Linked DNA regions of Mus musculus: region 1 is linked to region 2. Evidence: chromatin contacts called from public HiChIP or PLAC-seq data. All regions are on one chromosome and are shown on one strand. Each heading gives the region's core, a stretch centred on a gene start, on an enhancer-like site or on the middle of the called end of the contact. The rest is flanking DNA. Distances are from core to core; before and after follow the strand shown. Region 1 holds the start of Mier2 (MIER family member 2). Region 2 holds the start of Casp14 (caspase 14).

Region 1 (4,600 bases), core at 40-2,539, 840 kb before region 2:
TCTAGGCATCACCTGAGGAAATGCTGAGTGTCCACCTCCCCTAATGATGCTCATATTTCCCAGCTGGCTGAAAGGTCACCTCAGTTCCCCATTGCAACTATCAGGTCCATGGGAAAGAAAGCCCTAACCTTGAAGAATCTTTCTGCTCATCCATTCATCCAATTGCTTAACCTTTGGTAATTGGTTAATTTGTGTGTGTTTGCTATTGTTGTTTGTCTTGACACATATAGGGTCTTACTACGTAGCCAAGGTTGTCCCAGAACTTGCTACATAGACCTCCAACTCACAGAGACCTGTTTGCCTCTGACTTCTGAGTGCTGGGATTAAAGGCTTGTGGCACCATACCCAGTAGCTTGGTTTCTTGAGGCAGGGTCTCGCTCCAAAGCCCATGCTAGCCTCAAACTGATAGTAACTCTCATGCCTCAGCCTCCTGGGCACTGGAGTTACAAGTATGGGCGACCATGCCTGGCTTTCTCTAGTGATCCTTGTCACAGTTCTCTTTTTGGGTTAGGACTGACTGACTCAGGTTCATGGAATGATGAACCCACCAAACGAGCAGGGGGCAGACTTTCTGTCTTGGGCAAATCCTCAGGGGTGGGAGACAGCTTTTGTGCTTGAACCTTAGTGGTGCCTTCACCTCCCAGCTTGGTCCTGGCCCCAGAGGGAAGGAAGAGTCATTTGGTGACTTGTGTAGACCAGAGGCCTTCACCTCTGCAAGCCTAGGTCTGCCCACCGGTCTGCCTCTCCCATTCTGTCTGCACCCTCCTGACAGCGAAAGTCAGGTTTGTGCACCTGTTCTGGAGGCTCTCATGCCCTGCTCTCTGTACCAGTGTCCTTCACCTCAGGACCACCCCCTCACCCCTAGACCATCCCTCACCTGTCAGTTGTTTCATCTCATTCTCCCTCATTTCAAGACATCCTCCCCTTCATCTCTGGACTATCCCCTCTCACCTCTAGTCCATTCCCCATCACTTCTGGACCTTCCCCTCACCTCCAGACCATACCCATTTCACTTCGGGACCCAAACCCCTCACTGCTAGATTGTCCCCTCACCTGTGGAACCTCTTCACTTGTAGACTGTTCTTCACCTGTGGCTTGTTCCCTGTTTGCGCCATCTCCCTCACCTGTGGACACACAGGAATCAGCTGATTGGCTGATGTACGGGCGTGGGGTACACCGGACCCAGGCTATAGATCTCCGCTCCTCGCCAGCACACCTACTACGCGCCTCCTGCGGCCCCGCCCCACTCCGCCTCCCAGCTCCTCCGCCAATAAGCGCGCGGCACCGCATCCGGGGACCCGCGCGGCCGCCGCCTCCCGCGCGCACGCTCGGCCATGGCGGAGGTGAGTGAGCGGCTGGGTAGCGGCCCCTCCCACACACTGCCCTGGGTCGACCTGGTCCGGCCCGTGCTCTCCCAGTCCGAGCGCCTCGAGCCTCCCCACTATTACCGGGCGGAGCATGAGCCCCGTGGGCGCCCGACGACCCCCCTTCCCCATCTCGGCTATGGTGCGCATGCGCGGGCGGGCGGGGGGGAGGGGCGCGAGGCGCGGGCGGCCGGGTGCGGGGCCGAGACCCGGGGCCGCGCGGCGGGAGGGCGCCGCGGACCGGGTGGGTGTGCGGCGCTGGCGTCTGGGACGGCGGCGCGGGGACCGCATTCCGGCGCGTTGGGGATGAGCAGGGCGCGGAGTCGGCGGCTCTCTGCGAGCGGAAAGTTTCGCGCGTGGAGTTCGTCTGGCTGTGGGAGCGAGAGCGCGGGCCTCCCCGCGGGTGCGGGGCTGCGGCGCACAGCCCAGAGCTGACCTGCACCTCGGGGTGCGGCCGCTGAACTCCGGGACCAGCCCCCAGCGACGCGCTGCGAATCCGCCACTCCGGTACTGGAACTCTGCACAGTGCGCGAGTGGGGCAGCTTGGGGCAGCAACAGGCCCGCGCGTGGGCCACAGGGTCGGGATCTGGGGGCCCCGTTGGACAACTCTGGCTGGTTGACTCAGAGGGTTCTTAGGGGTTTAGTTCCTTCTTTAGGGGGCCTTTGGGGAAGCAGACCTTCTGAAGACAAGATAGATCAACCGATACCCCTTTTGGGGCATGGCGGCCAAGTGGGTGCTCTTGGGCTGCTCTGCCCTGTGTGGCATGGGTGGTGGAGACTCCCCAGCCTGTGCTTACGTGCTCTCCTGGAGTCTAGGATTTGGAAGGGTTCTGCCTCAGTTTCCTCATCTTAAGTGGGAACCTGGTGGTGCCTTTCTATAACTGAGAGGGTGTTTTGCTGCATCCATGTTTTGAACTCATGAAAGTGGCAGTGGTTACATAGAAGTCCTCAGTGTCAGCTACTTGGTTAGTGTGTGTCTCAGCCATCTCTTTGAGCTGGTGGCTTGTCCCGTTCTTAGTCTAAGCCACACCTCTTCGCTGTGCCTATCCTTTGCAGTCCTCATGAGACCATCCAGCCCCTGGGTTTCTTTCTTGTAGTCGGAATTCCTACAGAGTTGCCTGTCAGTTGTCCCACTTCATCTGGTCTCTAGGACGCCACCTCTGACCCCAGCTGCCCAGCTCCCACCCGTTTTCTTCATTCCTGTCCCTTGGTTTAGCTCCCTTGTTTGTCCCATGTCCTAGCTCCATGTGGGTGGAGACAGGCTGAACCCGTCTCTCGGGATGTCCTAGCTGCCACGGTGGAGGGGCGAGGCTGGGACACCAGGGGCACGGGGCCCTTGCCTAGGTGTGGATGTGGGTCATTTCTCTTGAGAATGCTCTCTGACAACTCAGTATTCACTTGTTCTGACCTCTCATAATTCTTGGGGTCCTTTGTGGGTTGCAGTTTGTAGGAGTTAATGTTGAAACCTCTGCCCCTTTGGGGTGTGGGCTACAACCCTATTCGTGAGGTCTCTGTGTGGCTTGGGCTTCCTCACAGCTTGGAGTCTGTGCTCCAAAAGATGCTAGGTGGAATCGAGGGATGCGGCTTCCTGAGCGAGTACCTTTCCTTCTGTAGTCTCAGTCTGGCTAGATCTGGGTGCCGGAGTCTCCCTGGGAGACCTGCCTGGGGGGTGCTACCAGTGCTGTGTCCAGGCTCCTAGCTAAGAAGGCAGGGTGGCGGTATCCATGCTAACTTACTTTGTATCCTCTATTCTCAGACACCTTGCTGGGGGACCTTCTTGCCTCTTGCTTGGGGACCAGCCTTTAAGTGTTTGTCCTGTTGTCACCTGGATCATCTTAGGCTGGACTCCCTGCTTCCTCCTGACATAGAGATCTCAGGGACTTTGCTGGTCTTTGAGTTTTCCCAACATGGGGAAATAGGGCCTTGGAAACCCCCCTTTAAAGCGGCATTAAAGTGATGTGCCTGGTTGTCCAGTGACCCTGATGGTATCTATGCCTTAGTCAGTCTTGGGGACCTTGAGGGTCACCTGGAGATGAACTTGGCCCAGTTGGCAAGGAGCAGGCTGCATGGTCCCCAGGTTGGCTGTGTCTCCCACTGTCGGCTCTCAGCTCCTTTCTGCTTTCACCCTTGCTTGGCTCCACCCTACTGAGGATGCCTGACCCCTGACCTGAATGAAGCAGGAGGCTATTCCCATTCTGTCGAGATAGTGAGACTTTGGGACTATTGCTAGCTTGTCATGCACCTGTGGTGTCTCACCTCTAAGTTAGGGTTCCTGACAGCTGGGACAGAGAGCCAGTCCCTGGGCAGAGCCCACAGCCACCCATAGGGAGCTAGAGAGGGCTGGGCATGATTCCGAGGGCACCTGGGCTTCCTCCCTGTGGCTTCACGATGTTAGCCTGTGGGGCTGGTCCATGTCCATGTCCCAAGGTTTGAACGCAGCCGACACCTGGGCGAATGAGTGCCCCTGCGGCTGTCCCAGGTGGGCCCCCTCATCATCGGCTTGTTTAGCCCTCTGCCCCCAAGGGGGAGGTCACCCTCAAAAGCCTGTTGGGTTGTGGTCACTGTTGAACTAGAGCTTTGGGGGTTTCCTGGAACCTCTTCAGGAGGGTGTGGCCCTGTGTCCCCCACCGCTCCCTCACTGCATGGTGCAGTGCTCAGTGCAGGGACCTGGCTGCGTGTCTTTGGAGGTTCTTCTTGGTGTTGCTTGAGTAAGAACTTGACCTCTCTGGGCTTTAGGCTTCTTGTTTCTCTTTTGGGGTGGATGAGTACCTCATCTCTGACCTCTGAGGACCCAGTACTACTGTGTTCTAAGTTTTAAACTTTAACTTTTGAAATACACAACACACACACACACACACACACACACACCCCTTTATTTTTGTTTATGAGTGTTTGCCAGAAGAGGGTGCAGAATCTCCTGGAACTAGAGTTACATGTCTGTGAGCCTCTGTGCTGGGAGTTGAACTCAGTGCTCTTAGCCACTGAGCCATTTCTCTAGCCCATATTCATTCATTCACTTTTTTCTTCCTTTCTCCCTTCCTCCCTTCCTTGCTTCCTTCCTTGCTTCCCCCTCCCCTCCCCTCCCCTCCCCTCCCCTCCCCCCCTCCCTCCCTTTCCCCCCCTCCCCTCTCTCCCTCCCTTTCCCCCCTCCCCTCCCTCCCTCCCTTCCTTCTTTCCTTCCTTCTCTTTTTTGTTTTTGCTGAGGTACACCCCGTGCTGTCTCCCTTTAGTGTGTA
Region 2 (5,009 bases), core at 1,699-4,198:
CACAGAGAAACTCTTTCTCGAAAAACAAAACAAAACAAAACAAAACAAAACAAAACAAGAAGTACAATGTGATTACATTCTATTTTAACTGAATGCTTACAGTAAGTATAAATGAAATACTGCATGTTCCCCCAATACCCTTACATGATTAAATGTTTTACATATTACAGATGAGAAAACAAAGTATCCCCAAAGACCTACATACATTCATTTTTAAGTAATTTGTTATAGATTAACATAGTGTAAACAAGCAAGTTTTTTTCTCAGCCAGTTCTCTTACTGGCAATCTGCAATTTTCAGATACAAAAAAGGATCAACTATTGTATTATTTATGTCAAAAAGTAATCTTATAAAAAAATCTTAAAAGAAACACAAATCTAAACTTTTATATATTAAAAAACAGTCATTTCTACTTGAAATCCTCAGGGTACACAGCTACTCATTAACAATTTTTCATTAAATCATAGAATCAGGAAGCTGAGGGCAAAACTGGGTGCATGAAACTCATCATCACCTTGATCAACAAGCACAGCGTCAGCAAGAGAGGCAGGTCAGCTAGTAATGGCCGGCTGTCACTGTTCTTATTCCCTGACTTCAAGGAGTCCCTCACTCAACTATCAAGAGTGTGCCTTTCTAAAATTTAAATTGCTCCCCAAGATTTTTTTTTACATCAAAGCCACTAACAAAAACATCTTAACCCAACTATACTAACAAACTACATCCCTAAATTATTTCTAAGGGTGGTGGTTGAATCATTAATCTGCTCCAGCAGCAATGATTGATAAAGATCAATCAATATTATTCTAAGTGGCAATGACACTGCCCATCGGGCTGGCAAGATGGCTTAGTGGGTGAAGGCACTTGCTCCAAGCCTAACCACCTGAGTTCTATCCCTGAGACTTGCATAGTGGAAAAAGAACCAGTTCACAAAGATTGTCCTTTTACCTCCATACTTATTCACTGCACATACACACGTACATGCGCATGTGCATGTGTGAACTTGCAAAAACACACAGAGTAAATAAATAAATGTAGTAAAAATTAACTAAATTTTAAGAATAAAATTTATAATAGAGTTTAATATGAGATCTCACTTATATGAAATGCTGAAAGCAGAAAAAAATGAATTCTGGAATTTTCTATTAGGGTAGTGTTTGGGGAATTGTAGAGAAAAATGTTGGGTCTGGGTAAGCCTAAAGCAAACAGAAGTGGGTGAACAGAAATATTCCAGTTGTGAGAACCAAAACAAAATGTCTGCTTTGGTATTTTACTCTCAGGAATGGAATAAAAATACATGAACTTACACAAACACGTGTCCATAGATGTATATAACATTGCACATGAATATTTGTGGTGCACATCACCCAAAGGCAAAAATATTCAAAATGACCTCCATCAGGTAGGTTTCATTCGGCCCAGTAGTATTCAGTGTTGATGAGCAATGGAGACCAATGCAAGCTACAATGTCAAGGAATTTCAAAAATACTGTGCTAAATGAAAGAAGCCAAACACAGAAGGCTATGTGCGACATGAATCGATTTCTGTAAAATATCCAGGAAAGGGGGTATGAAGAGACGGATGGCTCAGTCATGAGAAACTGAGTTCAGATTCCCAGCACGCATATAAAAAGCAGAGGATGGCAGCATCCATTTCTAATCCTAGCCGAGGAGAGGTGAAATCAGTTGGATATCAGGTGTTCGCCAGCCAATCAGTCTAGCTGAATCAGTGAGCTTGAAGCTCAGTGAGAGGCCGTGACTCATAACCTAAGGCGGAAAGCAATAGAGGAAGAGATCCAACACTGGTTTCCACACATGTGTATGCATGTGCATGCACTCACATACACACAATGTCACATATACGAACAAGCGTGGGTGGGCAAGATGGCTCAGTGGGTAATGGAACTTACTGCAAATGACCTGAGTTTGATCCCTTGGGCCAAAAGGTAGAGAGAATTCCCACAAGTTGTCTTCTGAGTTCCATATACATACTTTGGTATGTGGTGTGGTATGCAATTAATAACCAATATAAATGGAATAAAAATTACTTTAAGATGCATGGCTGGGGAGATGTCTCATCAGAGTTTTTCATACACAAGCACGAGGATCTAAATTCAAATCTCCAGAAACCATGTAAAAAGCCATACGGGGCCACATGCTCAGGTCTATAACCTTAGCACTGTTACAAACAGGAGGACTGCTGGGGATTGCTGCCTGCAAGCATAGTTCCTGGTTCAATGAGAGATCCTGCCAGTCTTTGAAAGGCAATGAGCATGTTCTAGAGTGCTGTACGGTGAAGAGTTCCTGGCCCTACTCTGTAAAGGTCTTAAAGCCAGCAAGTTGGGCATGCCAGTGGAAGAGCTGAATAGTATGAGTTTATCTCATGAAACCTGTCAACATAAAAATAAACATAAAACAAGATACTGGGATAGAACAAAAGGGGAAGAATAAGAGGAAGAGAAGAGAGCTGAGGAGGGGGCATAAAGCATCGTGGAGGACAATCCTGGATTTGAATGGTAAGTGCTGTCTGGGTGTTCTTGAGCTGTCACCTATTTGCACAGCCTTGAGCCTAGGCTTCAAAATGGGAGAGACAATGCTAATGTCTCCTGAGGACTCCTGAGGACTGGAGATGACGCGAAAGTGAAGCTGCTGCTATCTGCCTGATAGTGGAATGAGTGAACTGGTCTTGATGATAGAGATCTCATGTTAATGAGTTGAACCCGGGATAGAGAGCAGAGGGGGCCGTGTTTTGTTCCTTTTGGATGCTCTCCCTCAGGTAGGCCGGGAGGTGGTGCAGTGGGGGTGGGGTGGTGTCCACTGAGCCATGCCATCGTTCGTTCATTCATTCCATGGGCGTTTGACTCTGCTCCTACACCTGCCGCCAAGGGTGTGGCTCTCTTGTCACGAGGTGTCTTGGTGACAGAAAACTTGCAGACAATAAAGGTACAGAGTTTGTACTGCTCTAGTCACGGACAGGATCTCAGGAGAAGCTTGGGGAAACCTTTCCGTGCCCGCCCCTTCTTGGAGAGCAGCACGAGGCTCTAACTCCTCTTGAATGACAGCGCTGTTATCAGCAGCTTGGAGACAGACAAGCCAGGGCCTGATCCCAAGGAGAAGGAGCACCTGCTTCTACAGCCGGTGAGGGCTTTGCCAGTCACCTCTCTCTCTCTCTCTCTCTCTCTCTCTCTCTCTCTCTCTCTCTCTCTCTCTCTCTCTCTCTCTCTCTCTCTCTCCCCTTCTCTCTCTCCTTCTCCCTTCCCCCTCCTTCCCTCCCTCCTCCTTCCCTCCCCCCTCTGCCCTCCCTCTTTCCCCCTTCCCCTTTTCTATTCTGACAGAAATGAAGAAGTTTTCCATTTGTTCTAACAAATTCCTACACAGGCCCTTTCTTGTCTGTTCATTTGTTTATTTGTTTGCTCAACACGTTCTCCTCAAAACCTGCCTCTCCACCCATTCTGTCAGCCCTGATGGAGACACAGATAAAGACAGCAGGCTTTGGTCATGAAAACTCAGCTCAGCTACCAGTTCAGCCACTGGAGTAAGAATCGGGGAAGCACGGCTACTTCCTCTTCATGTCATTTTCTTCTTTCTAGTCTGAGAGACCTAATACTTAACATAAAATATGGGATGTTTGTTGTAAATTTTATTTGTACTTGTCAATACATCTGTCTTACACTCTTCATTACAGGCATGTAATCACAAAGATGATTAAAGCGATATTCAGTGAGTAGTTTGTAAAAACACACACATTGCCGTAATGCAAGTATAAACAGGCAAAGAAGGGAGCGGCATAGCCACGAGGCCAGTAGGGATCATGAAGCCTGGCTTAGTTTGCCTTTACTGCTGATGTACCTACTGCTATTCCCAGATGCAACCACTGAATCTCAGAGTGAGACAGAGTGAGAAGCTTATGTTCTTGGGATGGGACTGGGGTCTGCTATGTCTGAGTTCAGAGCTGGGCTCCTGTCACTTCCATAGTTACAGTATTTGTTTCCTCTTTCCTCATGGGGTGTGTGTGTGTGTGTGTGTGTGTGTGTGTGTGTGTGTGTGTTTTCATAGGGGAGAAAGTTGATGGTCATTCATGTCTGTCATAGAACTACATAAGGGCAAGGAGAAGGACTATCTAACATAATGTTTTCCCGGTGATTAATATATAATAAGCCCTCAGGAAACATATGCTTAATCAGTGGAGGAGAGTTAGATGCAACTGGGTGGGTAGATATGGACAACTAAGAGATTTATGGTTGGTTTATAGGTAAATGTGTAGAAGATTGTTTGATGGCTGATAGGAGAACATCTAAAGGCATAAGTGCACAATTGGACAGTTAGATATTAAAGTACATGGATGGATGGATGGATGGATGGATGGATGGATGGATGGATGGATGGATGATGGATGAATAGATGGATAGATGGATGGATAAATGGATGAATAACTGTTTAATAAGTGATTAATGGGTAAATAAGTAGATGGATAGACCCATGGCTGGATGGCCAGTATGTGTATGGATTGGTAGGTGGGTAAAAGTATGTGCAATGGAGAGAAGGCATAGCAGACATTATGTCACTCCAATCATAAGAAGCACTCCAGTCTCATCAGAAGTGTGAGGAAAGGCTCAGGGCATGCCAGACATCCTTCAGTTTAGCCAGGGTACAAGCTAGGACTCAAGAAGAAGGATGAAGACTCCTGGAAGATGCTCAGACTCAAGGCAGACAGGGAGACATAGATTGACCTCCTCAGATGAGAAAACCACAAGTATGAAGAAGCCAGATCTCATTTTGATGGAATGCTCAGTTTAAGCTAACCATGAACCCTCCCCAGCCAGACATCCCTTGGTATAACAGAAAAGTATGTGGGCTATTTGCCATGATCAGTCCTAGGAAGGAAGAGACTGCCAAACCCAAGCAAGTAAATGTTCTGGAGGAGGAGGAAAAGAGGGTTCAAGAGATGACATTTTCCTCTTTCTTTGTTTCTTGTTTGTTTGGTTTTTGTTTGTTTTGTTTTTCAAGACAAGG

What was found. HiChIP or PLAC-seq counts read pairs in DNA pulled down with a chosen protein or histone mark.
Region 1: a contact with region 2 is called in an H3K4me3 HiChIP or PLAC-seq map of embryonic forebrain, with 5 times the contacts expected there. The contact joins the promoter of Mier2 here to the promoter of Casp14 in region 2. A contact is called at or near these places in 2 of 39 promoter capture datasets (cranial neural crest and hippocampal neurons) and 3 of 115 datasets of contacts at active chromatin or transcription factors (embryonic forebrain, embryonic stem cells and stem cell-derived neural progenitor cells).

Annotation. Positions count from the first base shown.
Region 1 is chr10:79,551,817-79,556,416 of GRCm38.p6, reverse strand. Mier2 (MIER family member 2) reads left to right here and starts at 1,289. Exons shown (of 14, transcript NM_001316699.1): 1 at 1,289-1,343. The coding sequence starts at 1,335.
Region 2 is chr10:78,716,232-78,721,240 of GRCm38.p6, reverse strand. Casp14 (caspase 14) reads left to right here and starts at 2,948. Exons shown (of 7, transcript NM_009809.5): 1 at 2,948-3,134.